Regions from separate parts of the Drosophila melanogaster genome. Here region 1 is linked to region 2. A link is a contact called in public Hi-C data. All regions are on one chromosome and are shown on one strand. The core of a region is the stretch at or near the end of the contact, and the rest is flanking DNA. Distances in the headings are between cores, read along the strand shown.

Evidence for each region. A called contact is a pair of places that touch in the nucleus more often than the background predicts.
Region 1: a contact with region 2 is called in a Hi-C map of the Kc167 cell line, with 4 times the contacts expected there. The contact joins the promoter of CG11396 here to the promoter of kug in region 2. A contact is called at or near these places in 8 of 107 Hi-C or Micro-C datasets (the Kc167 cell line, the OSC cell line, cellular blastoderm embryo and 3 more).

The regions. Positions count from the first base shown.
Region 1 is chr3L:20,784,721-20,791,624 of dm6, forward strand. It overlaps CG11396, which reads right to left and starts at 3,417. Exons shown (of 4, transcript NM_140998.3): 1 at 3,071-3,417; 2 at 2,409-2,993; 3 at 2,169-2,344; 4 at 1,620-2,112. The coding sequence starts at 3,382. The coding sequence ends at 1,731. Six4 (Six4,) reads right to left here. Exons shown (of 4, transcript NM_140999.3): 2 at 6,000-6,394; 3 at 5,416-5,933; 4 at 4,166-4,451. The coding sequence ends at 4,346. Pcif1 (Phosphorylated CTD-interacting factor 1) reads right to left here and starts at 1,477. Exons shown (of 5, transcript NM_140997.3): 1 at 1,309-1,477. It also overlaps asRNA:CR46484.
Region 2 is chr3L:20,001,560-20,008,653 of dm6, forward strand. It overlaps kug (kugelei), which reads left to right and starts at 3,742. Exons shown (of 21, transcript NM_001300197.1): 1 at 3,742-3,930. It overlaps CG7668, which reads left to right and starts at 1,177. Exons shown (of 3, transcript NM_168830.2): 1 at 1,177-1,433; 2 at 1,744-2,804; 3 at 2,858-3,275. The coding sequence starts at 1,359. The coding sequence ends at 2,990. Tom20 (Translocase of outer membrane 20) reads left to right here. Exons shown (of 4, transcript NM_001275156.1): 4 at 291-887. The coding sequence ends at 600.

The DNA.
Region 1 (6,904 bases), core at 2,167-4,666, 780 kb after region 2:
AATTGAATTTTCGGAAAATAGCTATTCTCTTGGTTAATATATCTTATGATGACTAATCGGATGTTAAATATTAATCGATGTTATATATTAAACAATCAATATATGCATATAAAACAATAGTTATAGTTGCAGTGCTAAATACTAATAACAGTTGTTCAACACGTCTTGAACACCTATATTTCTTTTTAGTTCAGCTTTATTTTTTGATATTTAATACCATTAAATACCATCAATATAATACCCCTTAATTTCGGAAAAAAAAAACTACGGCTTGAAGACGTGACTATCACCAAGTATAGTACAGCAAAGTGGCCTAATTGAACCTCTTGCATATAAAAATAATTCAAATATAGGATAAAAAACCGCCAAGTCTCCCTTTGGCTAGAAAATATCCAAAGCGACATTGTCACGATGGCAGATAATAAAGTGAGCGCGCACCGGAATCGAATCGAAGAAACCAGAACCACCACCAGAGAGCTATAACTGCCGTTAATCGGCCAGTCGACAACAGCCACTCAGCGGAGCGAGATCGGGGGCACGCTAGAGTCGGACGGAATGATGCGTGGAGATCGTGGGGAGTAGTAGAAATTAACACTAAATGTTGGCCTGATAAATCCAAAAAAAAAAATCAGAAGGAAGCCCTTGGCCAGAAAACAGTTAATTCGACACCCACTCAAACGAGGCTAAGAAGGCGCGCATGAGCGAGAGAGCCAGAGAGAGCGAACACAGCTCTGCTCTCGCACGAATGAGAAATCAAAACAAATTGCAAAAGAATAGAGATTTTCTGCCTGGGTTATGTGTATATGTTTTGACGAGCGTGTACCAAGCGTATGCGCACCGCCACAAGCGGAATAAAAAATATACAAAATAATTTGCTGCACTCGCACGCACACACACCAGCGCACCTCCGCTGACACACACACCCGCACCAACTGCAGGCATTATGCACGCCATATAAACAATTGCGAAAAAATTACACTTGGTTTCGTGGCCCTCGACAGCTACGTCATAGCACTAAAATAATGGCGCGCTTTTTCAGTGCAGCCACAAAAAGTCGCTTATAATTAAAAGAAAATGCAAATAATATCAATCAGGAGAACTTTGCGACGCCCAATTCCAGGTGAACTCGAGTAACTCGATGCTCGACGGCGTAAACAAACAACATTCTGGATGCAACGAAAATTTCTCTACACTTTCTTTTTTGCACCCACCGAGGCACAGGCACATCAATATTTTCCATTTTATATACTGCCTGGGCATCGTGTGGCCGCACTGCGTTAAAACGCCCTGAAACGCCACAAAACTCACCTAGTTTCAACTATCCTAGTCTGAAAAGCACGCGCTACGTGTTTGCAAACATTTAGGCGTGCGCTTGGCGTAAATATTCCCGCGATTTTCTTTGGAAATTAAAAATAAGTTCTTCTCAAATTCTTTTTCAGCGACGAAACTCGGAGCAGTCGAATCGAGATGGCATTGCTGCGATAGGCAGCACGGTATCGATTGCCTGCTCTTTCCGCACTATCGTTTGTCATTCGCAACTTTTCGTGTACGATAGTTCTGTTGTATTTGTTTTATAATCTATTAAATTTGAAGTAATTAAATTAAACAGATAGGAAACTATCTATAACATTATTTTATTTCTCTAATACTTTTCTAGTGGACTCAAAGAAGGGCTCACCTATTTTGACCGAAAGTTCCGCTTGCTTGGAATGTCTAACAATATCTCTACTTTAATTTATCGTCTGCAATTTTAGACAAATTTCTATGCTTATGTTGAGATCCGGTTTGTATCTGTTAATTAGGCGCAGTAAGTTGTACTTTTTCGCCTTGGAGTTGTTTGATTCCAGTTCATACAGCGTCGAGAGATTGACCAGCAAACTCTCGTTGAGGGACTTCTGGGGATTCAGGTTGATAGCGCGCTCGTACAGATTTATAGCATCCTTTAGCTTTCCGGCGTAGAGAAGGCACACTCCCATGTTGTTCAGGATCATTGTGTTGCCGGTGTCCAGGTGCAGAGCTTTCTGGAATATCACATAGGCCTCGGGAAAGTCGTTCTTGGCCACAGCTATTAATCCCTTATCGACCAAGTCTCTGAGATCAGGCGCGGAGTTTCTACAACAAAGCATATCATTGAACTGAAAATAGCGTTGGTTAGAGTAGGGCCTTACATCTCCCTTAATCTCCTCGAGACGGCAATCTTCTGCTCCGCTCCAAATATGTCACCAATTTGCAGATAAATGCGGCCCCAAGCGGAGTACAAGGATCGCCGATCCTCCTTGCTCAGGTTGGAGCGCTTTAAAAGCGTTCCCTCCATTATGTCGTCTATCATACTGAATTTCTTCATCTGCAAGAATTAAATGGGCAATGTTACACTCATTTAAACTACAGTTAAGTTTTCTTGAACGTACCATCAATCCACAGTTGATGATTGAATGCAAAACCCGTTCGCATCGCCTTTGCCAAAACTCCTCTGCCGCCTTGTTGTGCAGACTTAAATAGTGCTCCTTGATTTCCCGCGTGGTCACATGAAGTTCTGAAAGTCTGTCCAGGGCGACATGGGGTTTACCCAGATATATGGGCAGCTCTGCAAGCAAGAGCCGGAAGGAAAAACAGGCTATGGATCCACTTTTCCCGTTGTACATCTCCGGATAGAAGTCGTAGAAGACATCGGGGCTGGTAAGTTGGCCAAAAGGTTCTGCCTCGGCATTCAGCAGCTCAAACTCGCCCAACTTGGCAAGCAGCGCGAGGCGCGTGAACCACAGTTGCAGGGAGTGGGGCGAATGCTTTGCTGGCTGACCAGATCGCCCGTAACCCTGACCGTAAATGGTCAGAAGACGGCCCGTAAGATTCACGGCAGTGCGATAGCAACCGGCGTGGATTAGTGTTCTCAAGCCGCGCTCGTCCTGGGTGACATCATCGACGCGAAGGATCTTGCGGTAGGACAACTCGGCCTCTCCGAGGTGTTGAGTCACCGCCACGCTGATGGGATCTGCCTGGAACAGTCATAAAGTGTCAGTAAGTAAAAGTGTCATTACCTTTAAAAAGAAGTATAGAAGCATTCTATACGCACCAAGTCAGTTTGCAGATGGATGCCCGGCATAATAAGTTTACCGGGCTCGTTTTCCCGCGGCAACTCCCACAGATTTCTTACGTCGTCACCGACTTTTATAGAATCCTCTCCTGCCTCAGGTGTCTCAACATATTCAGGAGGTTGGAAGAACCCGACGAAGGTGTTGGACATCATGTTTGGGGCGGAACTGGTGCTACTGGCGCTGCTGGAACTCCCTTCTGTTGACAAGTTGTTGCCCTTGGGTTTGCTGGCCAGCTCATCGAAGAAACTGGGCGGATCATTTGCGAAATATTCGCTTATTTTGTGTGACATGTCTTTCTTTGATGGTTTTTCGATAGGCTTTCAGGGATGTCACTATCGCTGCTGCCACAGTAAGAGCTATCGGCCGCGAATGGCGCCAATACTTCAGTGGTTTTAAACAATCTTATTTTGATCCGTTTACCGTATTGCTTGCTAAAAGTTCTTTTCAACGTTACTATTTTGCATTTGCAAAATTTTTTTACACCGAAATTTTCATAATAAACAAAAAGTCCAAGCACAAAAATATTCATGTGTTATATAATGATTTTTACTATCTAATATATATATTTTTTTGAGACCAGACTTGGAACTTGTGCTGTGGAACTTGATTTAGGATTCTTTATTTCCTAATTTTCTTAAATTTTCTCTTCTTAAAAATGTCTATATTTCATGGCGTAACGCAGATTAAAATGTGTTGCGTTGAAATATGTGGTACATAAATTTTAAATATGATTTTAGTGTTAAGTTTTAAGATTCGGTTAGCGCAAATGACTAGTTTGGCCAATTGTTTGTATTAGTTTTTACAAAAATAATGATTAGGGCAAAGGAAAAGAAACTAGCGTTTAACCAACATATATATTAACATATAATCACTATATGAACATATTGTCTCTGGCTTACCTATATTATATCCCTTTTATTCGTAGGCCAGCATTTTCCATTTGATTAGCCCATAAAAATTATAGCTAAGAGAAATTATCCATATTGATTTTCCATATGATTTTCAGCGACAGTGGATATAAATTATTTTTCTTTTACATAACCCAAATTTCCCAAATAAAATGCACACAAATTCATTTGTTGATCTAATGTCATTTGTTTATTATTCGAGTTATACAGTACATAAAGCAAAAATTGGTTAATTCTAGAGCTAACAAAGATGGCCATTTGATGGCCACTTTCCAGTTGCCTGTGTCCTAACATACAAACGCATTACACTTTATTTACACAAAAACAGCCTCCTCACATCGCAGTTTATTGCCCATTGAAAATCGTTTCGGGATAATAGCTTGGAGCATTGAACATGCGCGGGAATCCATTGCCATCCAGTTGGCCCACGGGCAGCACCGACATGATGTCCCTAAAATCAAACAATTAGTTTTTTAAATATATTTATAACATAGCACTTAAAATATAGAGTTACTATATATAAATATATGTTTTAGTTTCAGGCAGTGGAACTATCTATGGAATCCCCCTAAAATTCCCTTAACAATTATCAATGTAAGTGAAGCATGACTCCATTTTTTAAGATCGCTCTGCGTTTTCCAAATGGTTCTAGTCATGGAAGTGCGACTGTGAGTTTTCGAGCAGCTAAAAAGAACACATTTACTCCACTTGTGAGCTCGGGTGTGGTATGTGCTGCAATTTGACGCCCTGTAGAGGCGATGCGATCAAACAGCGGGATGCGGGCGGAGGAGGAGAATGGGAATGGTGAGGAGGATGAGGGGCACATGCTACACGCATGCGCTGCGTTAGGAGTCGGGCACGTCCCGAGTCCCTGGGCTCTATAAATATGCAGAGGACCGTGCAAGGAGCCGGCCGAAATTGGACATAAAACACGCTCAAGTGGGCGGCCTGGAGGCACAAGTGCCGTACGGAACGGTCACTTACAAACGATTTTTAATGCCAATTCCAGAACAATTGATTATATTCGTTCGCATTTCGGATTTCGGAGTTTGGTTCTGGGGCGCAACACGCTCAAGTGTTGAATGAATTGTTTTACGAGTTATGAGGAAGTGGAAATTACCATGCCGCCCTAGATTCCCCTCCTAACGAACTTGGTTGGCCCAAGTTCAAAAGAAATGTGAAGAGAATCTAACTACACTTCAAATGGTATTAGCTCTTTTCAAAGTTGTTTTTTAGGAAATAGTCAATAATCTCTAATTACAACTAATCTTTTGATTGATTCTTTGACGATTTTCAGTTCTTAAAATAAAATTCTATTTTATGTGTTCAAGATAGGATGTGGGTTATAGTTAAAAGGATAAGTTATATAGTGGATTTTATGGATGAGGACATGAGAATCTATGATTTCAACTCACGGTCTTTGCTGGGGCGTGCGATCCCGCTGTCGACGATTCTTGAACCAGTTGGAGACCTGGGTGAGCGTGAGCCCGGTCTTCTTGGCCAGCGTCTTCTTCTCGTCGGGGGTGGGATATCGGTTGGTCAGGTAGCAGTCCTTGAGAGCGTTGCGCGACTTCTCCTTGAAGCAGTAGACCGTCTCCTCGCCATCCCAGATCGTCTTGGGCAGGGGATACTTCTTGCGCAGACGGTACTTGTCCACGGCGCCCAGTGGTCGGCCACGCACCTTCTCGGCCTCCTTGTAGTGGGCCTTGAACCAGAGGTTCTGCAGGTCCACGTGGTACTTGATCGAAAAGCAGTGCGTCTCCAGCAGGTTGTACAGCTCGTGGAACTGGCCCAGATTGTAGGCCACCATGGCGCGGGCCCGCAGGACACTCTCGTTGGTCTTGAAGAACTCGCTGGGCGGCAGGCTGCAGAGGAATGTGGTCAGCTTCTCGATGTCGCCCTTCTGCTGCAGTGCCTCGCACATGCACTGGATCTAAAGAAGAAGTTCATAGCACTTTATGTCTGCAAAAGTCTAGGATATATGGGAGAAGTATCCTACCTGATCCGTGGAGAACTGCAGCATCTTGGCATCGATAGGAAAGCTGCTCACGGCGGACATGTTGTGGGCGGCTGTGAGATTGGATATGAGGTGGCCACCACTGCCGGCATTGCCCCCCAATCCGCCGCCACTTCTCTGCAGGCCGGCGCATAGATCCGTCTTCGTGTTCCCGTTGAGATCGCCCAGGTTGCCACTGCTGCCATTCTCAAATATTATGCTGTTCAGGCTGGGATAGTGCGTGGGCGTGGTCGAGGCGGTGGGCGGCGGCGACTTGTCGTAGTCATTGGTGATGTCCTGAAACCGCCGCTCCAGCAGGTGATCCTTCTCCACACCCTCGTAGGGTGCGAACTTGTCCAGCTGCAGGACCGTTTTGCATGACAGGTTGCCACGATAACCTGAAGATTGAAATGGAAAACTTATGTCAAGCAAATATCTTAAATTTATATTACCAAATGTTATTTAATGATAAAATATTTTAAATAATAATTTAAATTGTCAGCTTTAAGCTGTCCAATTCTGTATCGTAAAATAATAGGAATTCAGTTTCTGGGACATCCAGATGAGCACCAGAAGATTTGCCAAAGAATCAGGTTGCAATGATCACATCTATCTGACACCTTGGATTAGCAATAGGTTCGTTCTTTCCCACGTGCCACTTCAATGGTGGTCAATGAAAGCCCCACTTTCCCCGGGTGCCCCAAAGCTCAGAAGTGACTAATCGACTTGACCAAAACGATCGCCGTCTTTCGACACCTCGGACGAAGTGGACAGCCACTGTGGATCATATTGAGCCCGAAAGAGACATCGGCAAATAAATAAATGCGATATGCTTTACACAGCTAAATGTGTGTAGATATGCAGTTGTGAATATGTAAATCTTAATACATTTTAATACAATTTAATTG
Region 2 (7,094 bases), core at 2,492-4,991:
TATTTTATGTGGAGTCCCATTACACTTGCGTGTTCATCGTGTTGCTGCTTATTGCCTCAGGCATCTAAAGACTCCACTGCCTTGGATTAACAAGCACATTTCAGTGTTTGGATTCTCAGCAGGCTTCCTGCCAAGAAATTCATAATTTGAATATACAAATAGTTATTATTGTTGCAACTGTGCACAATTTATATTATTTATATGCACCTAATTTGCCTGGCATTAATTTAATTCGTAATAGTGTGCATCGAATCAGCTGTTCCAAACTAATTAAACCATGATATTTGCAGATATTTCCTTCAAGAAATCCAGCTGGGCGAGACCCTGATCGCCCGCGGAGATTTCGAGAGTGGCGTGGAGCACTTGGCGAATGCCATCGTCGTGTGTGGCCAGCCGGCTCGTCTGCTGCAGGTGCTGCAATCCTCCCTTCCAGCTCAAGTATTCGCGATGCTGATCGTCAAGATGCAGGAGTTCGGCAATCGAGCGGCCGAGGGCAACGACGGGCCAATCGTTTTGGGGCAGAGCTCGGAGCAACAACTGGACGGAGCCAAAATTATAGAGTGTTCATCTGGAAACGCAAGTATCGACGACCTCGAATAGTACTTGGAGATGGCTACAGAAATTGAGATATAAATTTCAACAGTAGAAATTAAGGGCTTCACATATAAACATTATATTTTTTTTATATATTGATTTCTCTGGATGTTCCCAATACATACAAATAAATATGCGTAAACTGTTAACACTTAACAATTGAGCTTTGTTTTGTGCGTGGTATTTACGTTAGGCGAATATCAAAGATCAACTCTGCAGACCTAAATGTTTTGCAATATGTATGTATAACAGGGTATGTGTTAAAGTGTGTGAAAGTTTATCAACAATAAAAGATTATTAACATGTTGAATATCTTGGGAATAAATACATATATCTCCTAACCGGTTTGATAATAAAGGTATTCCAAAGTTTCTTTGGTATTTAAATATAAGTGATTATTTATAGGAAAAGCGTACTACTGCCATCTAGGCAGCTTAATCAAATGAGAAATGGTTCTTATACACTTATTTAAAGCAATAGTTTGAAAATGCAAAAGTTCCTTTTCAAAGATGATACCCAGTAATTAAATTTACGGAATACCCCCTATGCCATGTTCTAGCCGGACTGCGTAACTCCCTCAGTCCATATCTGGTAACACTTAGAGCTAAACAGCTACGTGCAATTCATCGGATTTTTTTGTATTTTGAGTTGTTACAAATATAGGCACTTGCTTTACATCTTTAAATTTATTGCACGGATTATTGCAAATTCCGTTTGGAGTGCTTTTAGGTACGATAAAACGTGGTGCTGATAAATTAATCCCCATGAAGCCGGAGGACCAGAACAACTTTTCTCAGAATTCGCGATCCTCTCCAGATTCCAGCACTGAGAACAATTCGGTGAGCAATAAGATTTTTCTCGATTCTCGTTACTTACATAGATAGAGAAGAACGTGTGAGAAATTTGAAAATTCTTTTGGTGTATTGATATAAATTCACAAGTAAAATAAAAATCAAAGACACTAAAATAATAATGTCTAATGTCTTTATTATTCTAATGTCTTTGATAAAAACTTTTCGCTTTATATGTACTTCCCCAAATTCCGATTCTAGTGTCTTTGAATAGACTCAGTCAGATCCGATAGTGATCGTAATCATGAATTCATGCACATAGTTCTCAGCGAATATTGTATACTCTTTCGTTTTTCAGAGCAGCAGTGATTCGGAAATGGAATTTGTGGGCACAAGTGCACGGGGAATGCTGAAACATAAGAAAAAAGATGAGAGGAAAATATCGGAACTCACCCGAAAGTTGGCGGAGGCTGAAATAAATCTGAAGGCCCAACAGGAGAAGGGCAGTATACTTGAAAACTGCATCAAGGATAAGGATGATTTTATTAAGACCCTGCAATTGTCGATTGACTTAGTAACGCAAACAAAAGAAATGACCATACAGAAGTTACAAACTCAAATTATGGACTTGCAAAGTGATCTCGACTTGAGTAGGATTACAATTAAGAAGAACGATGGAGGAAATTGTGCTCCAGCGCATGATAAAGTTGTGAAAGAACGAAAGGAGTTAAATATGGAAAATGGAAAATTTCGAGAGGGGAATGATCAGATTGTTGAAATCGAGAAAATTTTGAACTCAAAAGAGGCGGAAATCGCCAGACTAGAATTCAAAATTGACGAGTCGAAGCTAAAAATTGTGCAATTGGAAGGTGCAGTAAAGGCGAAGGACGAAAAGATAGTGAAAATGACAGAGATATTGTCTGAGTATAACGTTAATAATAAGGACCACGATGAATTCGTATTACTGGGCTCTTCCAAGTTGCCTTCAATTAAATTGGTGACACTACCTGATTTCGAACCCTTTGCCTCAGTTTTCGAGGATATTCCTTCTGCCGGTCGTGGTTGGATGATAATCCAGCGTAGAATCGATGGCAGTTTCGATAACGCCACTGAATCAAATATAATAACGGGCTGTGGGGATTTGGGTGGCGAGTTCTGGCTTGGCCTACAAAAATTGCATAAAATGACGACACATCGACGAATGGAACTATATATCCAGCTCGTCGATTTCGACAATGCTAGTGCTTATGCAAGATATGATAATTTTGTTATTGGCGATGAAAAACAGAAATACAAACTGCTTTCCCTTGGCGAATACTCAGGAAATGCTGGCGACGCATTTCGCAGTCATATAAACCATATTATTGTTGGAAATCCGTTTGCAATGGAATCATCGAAATGGTGGGGTACAATGAACTGGTATGTATGAACTTGTTTTTGTTTAATGATTTTGAAAAATAATTCTTTTTCAGTAACTTGAACGGAAAATATCGGAATTCCAAAGTTGAGTTGGACACGACCGATGGCATTTGGTGGGGTAATTGGAATGTTGGTAATAGATATCCCCTGAAGTCGTGCAAAATGCTAATCAGACCAATGCCGTGAGCCAAGTATAATGGCTTGTCAAATAACATTGTCACGGAAATAAAAGTTGTAAAATAATTTCTACCTGTTCATTTTCAGCCTAATTATTGTAGAATGTTAAGTTTTAGTGTCGACCAAAGAGTGGATAACAGGCTTGAAGGTCCTATAAATGCTGTATGCTGTATTTGCAAGTAAAATCTAGCTTCGCTTGGTATTTTTTTTATCGTAATAATACCGACTTTGTTATTTTACGGTCGAGGGAAATTTACATGAAAATCCCACCAGATGGCGCGTTTGATAAAATCGATTTTATCGCAGGAATGCCGTATTAAATTGCCCAAGTTTCTATAAAATATAAATATATTTTGATAAATAGTAATAATAATACATAATAGAAAAAAAAAAAATAAAACATAAAAATCTGCAGAAGGCAACAAATTGCATCTAACAGTGAAGTGGAGCATTTTCCTAGCCTCACAAAATATTTAGCAATAACAAATACATTTGTCTAAAACATGTAACAAGTCAGACATATGCATGTTCTCCGCAATAAAGCTGGGATATTTTTACCAGAGAGGGTCAAAGGACTCAATAACAGAAGGGGAAATAGGGGTGCTCCATGCTCAAGCTGGTCCGGATGAGCTCGAAGTTGCTGTTGGAGGTTGCAGCTGGAGGTTGCAAGCGCAGGACATGGCCCAACTCGTTAGGACCTCGAAACGAAAAGTCGAATCAGTTGAATTTCTGTTCTCATTGACTGCGGTTTAAGTTGCTTTAAATCGCAGTAAACGGTGTGCGTCGTCGGTAGCAATTGAATGAGAAGGGAAAGTATGTTTCAATCGAAAGTCGCGTTGTTCCGTTAATATGACTCGAGCTTAGGCGACGATACGCGAGTCGATAAATGTATCTGCGCCCATACGCATTTCCAGTGCAAGTGATGTTTATCTGTAAAATGCAGAAATATGTACGTATTCGTGTTGTGTGCCACAAATACGTCCGAGTTGACCAATAGTCCACGATAATATTGCTTTACATATAAGTGTAACAGTGAATTGGGGTTGCATAACCCCCTGTGGTGATACAGATAATGAGAAACCAAATATATCCAACCAAAAATCAGTGGAATAAACCACAACATACACCTCCGCACAGGAAACTTCTGCGATGGTCTGGGCTACATTTCTTGAATTGCGAAGCCATTGCAATGAGGATTATGGGAAACCAAAGGGTTCCATTCCTTGTATACGTCCTAGTGATTTGTGATATTTTTAGGGGGCATCAACCTTAATTGACACCCAAATATATTGCCAGGGATCCATGTTTTTAATGAAAACTATAGCATTTAAATAAAGCTGTTTCCAAATTTTGATACAGTTTAAAGACTTTTTTCACATATCAGTTTGATATGTTCCTTTAGAAGAAACCAAAGCAACAACAATATTGTAGGCGAACCAAATAAATAGGACTTCATTTTAATTAGTTAAGTGCTTTCTTTAAAATTGCACTCGACAAAAACCAAAATATTATTTTTTATAATATCTCCATATTACAAATTTTGTTGTTATCTTAAATGCAGCCCTTTAAAACGTAAGATAAAGAGTTATTCGTGAAGGAAATTATTTTGTTTCAGAATTTATTTTTATTGGCGAACATACAAATAATTTAAACATTTAATTAGTCTTGACAATTGGTTTTGACCACTTGTTGAAAGGTTATTAAAGCGATTTTTTTGTATTGTTCGAAAATTTTGTATTTATTAGACAAAGGCCTCGCTTAAATTCGTGTCAATTCGCGCTTAGCAGTATAATCGATCTGGAAATTATCGGCTACGCACTATCGGTGCTGTCATCGAGTCTCGCAATATTCGATTCTTGCAATCGATTTTAGCATTTTCAAGAGAGAGCAATAGCGGGCGGAGTTATCGGCGATCGTAGTTAGTGGTGCATATGTACATGCAGCTGCCAATTAATGTGAGTGTGTAATCCGCGTCTAGAGTTCCGGAAATCAGAGATGAATGAAAATACAAACCGATGAAAGTGATCGCCCCCGAAGTTACCGAGCAACCAGCGAAAACACCGAATATTAGATAGTTCCAGACAAGTTGTGGGATCCACTCTAAATTACAAAGGTATACACACATATGTACCTGAGTGCGTTTGTATGTGGACCAAACATTTTCCAAAAAGATATATCAACCGAGAATTGTGCATTTCTGTGTTTTAAGCCAATAAAATACCCAGTGCCAGGTGCACGAAGTTTATCACGGCGATTCGGAGTGATGTGTGTGCGTGTGTTTGTTTACTTACCTTATCGGAAAATTAGGCCCACGAAAAAGAGACACATGTTATCTTTGTACACCGATGTGCTATGTACATATGCATCGCCTATGTATGTATGTAAATGCTGCACTGCTATGTAAAAATTGGAGTTAGTGCTCGTAATGGTGTGACTTTGTGGACTGATTTTTGGAGTGAGAATCCAGAAAAGCTAAGAAGAGTTCTCAGACATTGCTTCTGAATAAACATTAAAGTTGAAAGCACTCAGTGATTCACATGGCCTGTGCTCGCTAACCCGTTTCGACTTCTTTTCATGCCTTATACATATGTACATACATATGTGTGTATTAGGGTCTTATTACTCATATTTACCTACGCGCCGCACCAATTTCGCAACCTTCACGTTTTCATGAATCGAAAAGTCGAAAATCTCGTAATTTCCACTCCCAACATCCCAACAAGTGGCTCCCTCAGTCAAGTGATTATGCTGATCTGCTGTGCTAGTGAAAATTCATTTTAAAAGTGTTACCTTCACGGTTCTTTAAATTTGTAAACAATAAATTTGAGACTTGAAAGCGACGTGTTATGAAAAATATTTCAAACACTTCTTTTATTCAGTTTTATAGGAAAAATGAAGCTTTACTTTTCACACGATTGGTTTATTAGTTTTTCTTATCTGGCAAAGGTGTCAAGTAAGAGGGCTTTGTGTCGTACAACCTAACTACATGGATATCAAGATATGGAGAAATTCCCGTTCCTTGTGATTATTTACAATTTGAAGACCATCCAGAATGTAGGGCATCATTACATTATAATTCGTTTGGAATTCGAGTAATTTATGGTGGCATTGGTAGGCTGTGTCTAAAATATTACTAATGAATAAAGTTCAAAGATAACACAAGTGCAAAATGAGAATTTCATGACATACACCCGTTTATCTTCAGCAGTTTTTTTTAAATGTTCTAAACGGTTATTGTCATATCATTCTATTACATTGAATTCTATTCGTGTTTCCTTAAAAGTGAATAAGCCTTAAAGATAGAAAATGTTTTGTTTTTGGAAGCAAAGTGAATTACATTAATCACGCATTTTCGAGCCAACTAATTATAGAAACTACTATAAATGACATCAGAAGTGTGGCTGATAAGCTGGTCGTGCCCCTTTAAAAAAAAAATCTAGGTCAAATCGATTGCGGAAGGCTTCTCTTACAATTTTACTTGACGCCCAATCATCTTTTGGGAAAAATTTAAATTTATGCTTGTGCCATATGAACAAGCAGTTTTTAAGAGTGACATTATTGAAATGTACTTATAATTTTACCTCTTTGTTTATTTATGTTATAATATTTACAATTTGCTTCATTTGTGCACAATTCTTAAGCCTTAAATCAGGTACATTGCAAAAGTTGTTAAGCTTAAACACTTATTGTCAGATTGAAAGGAAGGTGAACAGTGGCGCAAATTTGCCAAAATTAGAAGCTGAACAGTTCACTTAATAGACGACTATTGTTGCTGGTAGATATAATCGGTTAGACAAAATGGAGCACTTTAAATCAATTATGTAGAAGAAAGATTGCAAATTCCACCAAACGTAGAGATGCCCATCTCGTCCGCCGTTTGAAATGCTTTCCCATCATTGGAGCATTTCCACATTTTATGCGAATTATATGTATTATGTAAATGTATTATGTACCATAAAAAATGGTTAAAACTGGACGTGTTAAATAGCCGAATATTTGATTTCGCCTCGCAATGAGTGATTTACATTACATTGTGTTGTGCCTATCTGATTAACAATTTGTTTAATTACGAACATTAAAAAATTAAGATATTTCCTCGTAGGTCGTTAATAT